2 separate regions of the Mus musculus genome follow, and region 2 is linked to region 1. The links are chromatin contacts, called in public HiChIP or PLAC-seq maps. All regions are on one chromosome and are shown on one strand. Each heading gives the region's core, a stretch centred on a gene start, on an enhancer-like site or on the middle of the called end of the contact. The rest is flanking DNA. Distances are from core to core; before and after follow the strand shown. Region 1 holds the start of E2f1 (E2F transcription factor 1). Region 2 holds the start of Ergic3 (ERGIC and golgi 3).

The links. HiChIP or PLAC-seq counts read pairs in DNA pulled down with a chosen protein or histone mark.
Region 2: an H3K27ac HiChIP or PLAC-seq map of large pre-B cells shows a contact between it and region 1, with 4 times the contacts expected there. The contact joins the promoter of Ergic3 here to the promoter of E2f1 in region 1. A contact is called at or near these places in 1 of 39 promoter capture datasets (liver), 1 of 115 datasets of contacts at active chromatin or transcription factors (large pre-B cells) and 1 of 9 other capture datasets (liver).

What each region holds. Positions count from the first base shown.
Region 1 is chr2:154,568,158-154,571,860 of GRCm38.p6, forward strand. E2f1 (E2F transcription factor 1) reads right to left here and starts at 1,735. Exons shown (of 7, transcript NM_007891.5): 1 at 1,332-1,735. The coding sequence starts at 1,577.
Region 2 is chr2:156,006,189-156,009,891 of GRCm38.p6, forward strand. It overlaps Ergic3 (ERGIC and golgi 3), which reads left to right and starts at 1,840. Exons shown (of 13, transcript NM_025516.5): 1 at 1,840-2,040; 2 at 2,177-2,247; 3 at 2,376-2,463; 4 at 2,672-2,791. The coding sequence starts at 1,953. It also overlaps a transcript of 6430550D23Rik not described here.

The sequences.
Region 1 (3,703 bases), core at 485-2,984:
AGGTACAGGCCCCTGGAGTTAATGCAAGGCAAGCCGGCTGACCCACCAAATACTGGCCGTCCTCGCTGGGAGGAAAGGCCTTTAACAGCCAGGAAATCCCGCTCAGTCACTGAATGCTTAAGAAGTTCTATCAGTTGTGGGCCTCAGCCTCATCTATGAAAGGATGACAAAGTGTACGGCTGCCCACAAGGTTAAGTGAGTAAAGTGCTTAGCACAGAGCCTGGCACACAAAACATCCTCAAAACAATGGTGGTTGCTATTGTTATTATTATTAGCATCTTGGTGATTCCGGAAGGAAGGCAGCACTGGGCGCTGTGCCAAGGGGAGTAAGGGGCCTACTCTAAGATGCCTCAGGGACCAGCTGCCACCCACACCCCCATCAGGAGTTGAACAGCTTCTTCTCTGATACTGGGCCTTGCCCTCGCCCCTCCTGTCCACTCCACCCCTACAATGAAGATAGTGGCCCACTCACGGAGCTGGCCCCTGCTTAGATCCAAGTTCCACTCTCCTCGTACCCAGCTGCCTTTTCTAGGCCCCCTGCCTAAAGTGGTCTTGAGCTACTTGCTTAGAATCAGGAAGAGACTTTTATCCAGGGATCTCCCTCCCACGTCTTCTCTCTCCAGGAACTGGAGGCCCCTTCTCAGGGGCCCAGCCCACCCAGTCTTCCAGAGGCTCAGAGGTCTGTCCGCCTGATTAATAAAGTTCCATGGCAACCAGGAGCTGGAAGGGTGGCAGATGGAAGAACAGGCAAAGGAAGGGTTGCAGCAGCTGGCCCAGCACCCCGCCCCTGCAGAGAAGGCCTCCCAATCAAGAGGCCTATCCCCAGAGGCCTGGAAGGCCAGGCCTGCACCTGGCAGAGCTACTAAGGAGGATCTCCCGAAGATGTCTCTAACAGTCACCCTCTCTCACCTCCAACAAGCAACTGTGCGCACTCCCTAGCCATAGGTTCTGCAGCAAGCCAGCAGACATCAGTTCAAATATCAGCCCCACCATCTGCAGCTGCGTGAAGCACTTCCCCATCTCTGGGCCTCAGTTCCTCCCTCTGGCAGATGGGCACGTGACAACACCCAGCTCACACCAGAATTGGGAATTTGGTGCCAAAGCCTGAGCGTGCACTAAGCAAGCACCAGCTGGATACACGTGAGACACAATCATTAATGGTTCCGACGCTCCGGTGAAGACGCCGAGGCCCGGAGCGAGGCTCAGCAAACAGACAGGCAAGGCAGTCAGTCAATGCGCGCCCCGGGGCGGAGCCCCGAGGCCCAGCCCAGGCTCCGCGCCGCCCAGCGCAGCAGCCCGTCCCCTCCCCCGCCCGCGCCTAGGGTCCGTACCGGCGGGCGGCCGAGAGCCGGGCGCGGTGCACTAGGCGCGGGTCGGGGCGCCTGCGGCGTGGCGAAGAGCAGCACGTCAGAATCGCGAGGGCCAGTGGGCGGCGCGGCGGGGAGCTGCGGGGCGCCGACATCGGGCGCGGTGGAGATGATGACGATCTGCGAGGAGTCGAGCAGCCGCAACGCGCCCGCCCCGAGCAGGGCCTCCAGCGCTGGCGCGTGCTGGCCGCCCGCGGGGGCTACGGCCATGGCGCTCACGGCCCGCGTGGCCCGGGAGGCAGGCGGCGGCGGCGGCGCGGGCCCATGACTGGCAGGCCGCGGCGAGGGCTCGATCCCGCTCCGCCCCGGCCGCCGCTGCCTGCAAAGTCCGGGCCACTTTTACGCGCCAAATCCTTTTTGCCGCGAAAGAGCCACGCGCCGCCGAACGCCTCCTCCATTGGCCGGGGCGGCTGTGACGACGGAGGCTCCGATGGCGAGCATTGGTTGCGGCGTGCGGGGCAGGAGACGGAGGGTGGGACCAGGGGCGGGGTGGCCAATCCCGGGGCGGGGCGCGCGCAGGCTTTGTCCGGGCGGTGCCGGGCGCCTTCTCCCCTCTGCCTCTCGCCGTGCCCTGCAGGAGGCGTGGGCAATGGGCCCCGCCCCTTCACCGCCCACTCGATGGGTGGCGGGTCTGGCGAAGCGAACAAACTTCGTACTCGGTTCTGCACGTCCCGCAGTCTCCACATGACCCCCTAAACTCTCAACCTGTGGTCTCCACCCCCTCAGTTTACAGCCCAGAGACTGCCTCTTCAGGCTCACCTCCAAAGCTCGCTTCAGCCACATCTCCGGTCTTAAGATCCATTTATTCCATTAGTTCACATCATGCTTTCTTCCCTATCCTGTCACCCAGAAGCCAAGCCCAAGAGGGGAGCCAGGAAATGAGTAAGGGATGTGTGGCTTTGATCTCAGTGTCTTTTTACTGAAATTTCTTTCGTAGCCAGAGCCCAGTTAGCGTTCATTCATTTGGTCACTCCACAATGGCGCCTGCCTTTAATCCCAGCACTTGGGAGGCAGAGGCAGGCGGATCTTCCCAGTTCAGGTCATCCAGAACTACACAGTGAGACCCTGATCTCAAAAAAAAAAAAACGCCTGAGAGCGTTCACTGTCCCATCCTCAGTCCAGACCTTGACTCATGACTTAGTGAAAAGGAAAAAAAGGAAACACAGAAGCAGCAGATGTTTGCAATGTGAAGAGATTGGTCCATTAAAGTATCTCCTCTCATAGGGAGGTGCAGGGGCGAGGAGGGTGCGTATGGTGGTGCCTTTAATCCAGAGGTCCTCCATCAGCATTTCTGATTGCTGGGGTCAGCCCGTCTGATCAGCATTGTGGTCCTCTCTACTAGGCATCTTGCCAATACTGGGAATAGAAACATGAAAGGTTTAACAAGACCCACAAACTTCCTGTCCTTGGGGGTGGGGGAGATGACCACAAGAAGAGAGTAAGTAGCTGACAATATTCAAGTCCCCAGGTCCAGTGTAAGCTACAGGGAGCTCTCAAGCCGGGTTACTTTCTCCATGCTTCATGCTACTTAATCTTGGCCCCAACTCTGACCACATTACTCTGAGCTGGCTTAGCAGGGGCTGCTTCTCAGGCCCTTTCTGGGTATGAGAGAATTGGAGGCTGAGGGCAGAGGTGAGCAAGGACGCAATAAGGGGGCTGTGATGTTCCAGGGCCCAGAAACACCAAGGCACGGGTTAACTTTGAACCACCCCGGTTTGGCCAATTTAGAATCAATCCCCAGCCAGGCCGCCCTCTCCCCTTCTTGTTTTTTTTTTGGTTTGTTTTGATTGGGAGGGGTGGGTTTTTAGTTTGTGTTTAGAGACAGGGTCTCATCTGGCTCTGGTTGCCCTGGAACATCATTAAATCTGCCTGCTCCAGCCTCCAGTGCTGGAGTTGAATGGGTGGGGCCACAATGTCTGGTTTGCTCCGCCCCCCCCCCTTTTTCTTTAAAGCGATAGTATCTTGCTATGTAGTAGCTCAAACTGAATCAATGTTACCTTCCTGCATCCGCCTCCTGAGTGCTAGGGTTACATGTTTGGGCCACTACTTGACCTCCAGTTTAGAATCTTTTTGTCAAGACTGGAAGAGCTTAAGTCCCAGGATGGCCTGGACTATGTATAATACAGCAAGAATAAAAAAATAAATAAACATTTAAACAAAGGAACACAAGGAACACTTATGCCCATCCCAGATAATGTGTTGATCTTTGAAAACAAATTGGTATACCTTTTCAATAAAAATGTGGAGTAGAGCCAAATATTACAATTGCTACAGCTGGGTATGGGGTAACACCTGTAACCCCAGCAGGTAGATACAGGAAGACAGGAGAGTGCTCG
Region 2 (3,703 bases), core at 590-3,089, 1.4 Mb after region 1:
ATATATATATGGTGCATGCCAGAAGAGGGCATCAGATCCCATTACAGATGGCTGTGAGCCACCATGTGGTTGCTGGGAGAAGGGGGCCTATGGAGGGTAACTAACTGGGCTTGTGTGTGTGATAGAAATACATTATGAATATGTATGAAGATTTCATAAACCCATTATCATGGATAATCAACATATCCTAACAAAAACATTTAAGGTCTAGATGTGGCAGCACATGCCTTTAATCTCAGCTTCTGCAAGGCAGAGGCAAGCAGAATTCAAGGCCAGCCCAGGCATAGTGAGACCCTATCTAAAATAAAATACAAAATAAAATCTTAAAAACTCTCTTTGGGTGAGCCGGGCGTGGTGGCGCACGCCTTTAATCCCAGCACTTGGGAGGCAGAGGCAGGCGAATTTCTGAGTTCGAAGCCAGCCTGGTCTACAGAGAAAAAAACAAAAACAAACAAACAAACAAAACAACAACAACAAAACCTCTTTAGGTTGACAGGAAATTGAATTCAACAGCATAAAATAGATTCCTAAAGTGGGATTTATTATCTGAAGCAAGAGTTCTACGTCAAGACCTTTAAGCTCAAGCATGGAGACTGAGCACAGCATGGTTGCTGGCTGCTCTTTCAGGGGACCCTGGTTCAGTTCCCAGCACACATTGGGTGACTCAGAACTGCCCATAAGTCCAGATTTCAGGGATCCAATGCCCCGTACTATCATCTGGTACACATAAACACATGTAGACACACATAAAAATAGTTAATAAATCTTCAAAACAGAAACCTCCCATGAGACGCTAAGAGGCTGAGGCAGGAGTCCAGGTGTTCCTGGTCAGCCAGAGCAGCAGAAAGACACTTTCTTAAAACAAAACTATTGAGCACTTTGTTTTAGTCTTTATAGCGGTATTAAGCTGTCTAGAGCTAATGGGTTACAACAGAAAGCAAATAAGGGTTTGTTTAATCTCCACTCCATAGCCTTGTCCTGGAGGGGTGGAATCAGCGAACGTCTTTATTTTATTTATTGACCCACACTGGGATTAGCACTTGGACGCTGTTTAAGAACCCAGGGTACTCTGAAGTCCAGAACTGGGTTCCACTATTGATCAGTTTAAGCTTGAAAAAAAAAGCAAAGTTAACACCCACTCTCTTTTAAAAATAACTTATAGATTATATTTACTTTTTTGTGAGTGTAGTCAAGGGCACGCCACGGCATTCATATGGAGGTCAGAGGACATTTTGCAAGAATCAGTTTTTTTCCACCATGTGGGTCCTGGGTATAGAACTCAGAATTGGCAGCAAATGCCTTCACCTTGCAAGCCAGTTAATACCCACTTCCCCCTGCAGAGATTCTCATGCCTTAACCGCATTGGAAACACCTTGGAGCCACTTTTGACTTTCTAATGAGGGAACCAATGATTTCCTTGGAACCGATTTCTTTCTTTCTTTTTTCTTTTGTAATTTTTCAAGCCAGGGTTTCTTTGCGTAACATCCCTGGCTGTCTTGGAACTCTCTTTGTAACCCAGGCTGAACTCGAACTCACAGACATCCGCTTGACTCTGTCTTCTGAGTGCTGGGATTAAAGAGTGCGCCCACCCCGGTTTGGAACCAATTCTAATTAACGCTGCGGTGGCTCTGGCGGGGTCAAGTTGGAAGCGCTGTCCTAAGAGATCCAAAGGTCCAAGGAGAGGCACTTACCACAGGTGCTGTCACTCCGCACCCAAGCACCGCCCTCTGTGCTCCCAGCCCGCCCCTCTCGGAGCACTGCCCAATCCGCGCGAGGAGGCGTGACAATGTCCACAAGCTAGACTGCCTTTGAGGAGGCAGGTGAGGGGGTGGAGCCCCACTTACGCACCGCTACGCCTGCGCAAGACAGCGAGGGGCGTGACCCCGGGTCCAGGCCGGAAGCGGGAGGCTGGAGGGGCGGGCCGGCTGGTGTCCCCTTTCCGGCCGGTCCCCATGGAGGCGCTGGGGAAGCTGAAGCAGTTCGATGCCTACCCTAAGACTCTGGAGGACTTCCGGGTCAAGACCTGCGGGGGTGCCACGGGTAGGTCTCGGCGCGGGCAGGGTTGCAAGGAGGGAGCTGTCCTCGCGTTCGGCCCGGGCTCCCGGACCCTCCGTGGCCTGCTAAGGGGCTGAGGGGTGGGATATAGGCCGTTCCAAATCTCGCTCTCGCCCTGCAGTGACCATCGTCAGTGGCCTTCTCATGCTCCTGCTTTTCCTATCGGAGTTGCAGTATTATCTCACTACGGAGGTGAGGGGCGTGGCCTAGAGCGTGGGCGGGGCCTGGCATTCTAAGGGCAGGACCCTTAAAGGTGGGAGAGGGGAGGAGAGGCGAGGAGAGGCATAGGGGCGAATCTGACTGAGGTAGACATGCTCTAGGTGCATCCTGAGCTCTACGTGGACAAGTCTCGGGGGGATAAACTGAAGATCAACATCGATGTTCTTTTCCCGCACATGCCTTGTGCCTGTGAGTACCCGATTGTGAGTGGGGAGTTGGACTCCTGGACGTAGGGTGGGCTTCCAGATTTACACCTCTGGCCTTAGATCCCAGAGTGAATGCCAGGCCATCCTCATTCCCCGAGTCCATTTCTTCCTCAAGATACATCTTTCCCATCAAAGCTCAGCTCTCCGGGTCCCTGGTGTCGTAGCGCCTTAGCTTGCCTCTCTGTTTCCAGACTTGAGCATCGATGCCATGGACGTGGCCGGGGAGCAGCAGCTGGATGTGGAACACAACCTGTTCAAGAAACGACTAGACAAGGATGGCGTCCCCGTGAGCTCAGAGGCTGAACGGCACGGTAACCAGGGGAGGGGGACAGGTCTCCGATCCTACAGCTGGACATGCCTGCCTTCCACACATGGGCCGTTGCAGGCTCAGTGACACCGTAGACAGAAGTCAGCTGGCTTGCTTAGGGTTCTACAACTATTAAAAATCAAGAGTCAGTTGAATCCATGCTTCTGGTATTGGAACATTGAGTAGAATACCTTAGGGGCTGGAGAGAGGGCCCAGTGGTTAAGAGCAAGACACTTTGCTCGGTTATCGTTTCTCAAGCTTGAACATGGGTCTTCCTTAGGTAAAGGAAGTTTGCTTGTCCACCTCATTGGCTAGAGTACTGTCCCCCGTTGCAGTGCGAGTATCCTAAGATTAAGAGCTTAAATTCTCGAGTAGAGTTGCCTGGGTTCGGATCTAGCATTGTCTTGCAGTTTGTGAGCATGATGCAGGGCTGGATGCAATACAGATGGGTCTCAGCTTACAACACTCTGACTTGGAGATGGTTTGAAAGCACGCCTGTACAACCATTCAGGTCTTCACTTTGCGTAGAGGACTCAGTCATTGGAGGTACTCGGTGCTTTGTTAGGAACTAGTCTTCATGTCAGATGGTTTGCCCAGCTGTTGGCTGGGTAAGTATTCTGAGAATGTTTAAGGCAGTATCAGTTAAGCTATAATGTTCTGTGTCTTAGATGTATTAAGTGCATTCTAAAATATGACATTTTACCATGGGAAACCTCATCCTGAGTTGGGGGAATCAGTAATATATAATCAGTACACAACCCATAAGTAATCTTTTTTTAAAGATTTTATTTATTGTTTTTTTGTTTGTTTGTTTGTTTGTTTGTTTGTATTTTCGAGACAGGGTTTTTCTGTGTAGCCCTGGCTGTCCTAGAACTCACTCTGTAGACCAGGCTGTTCTTGAAGGTTTTATTTATTG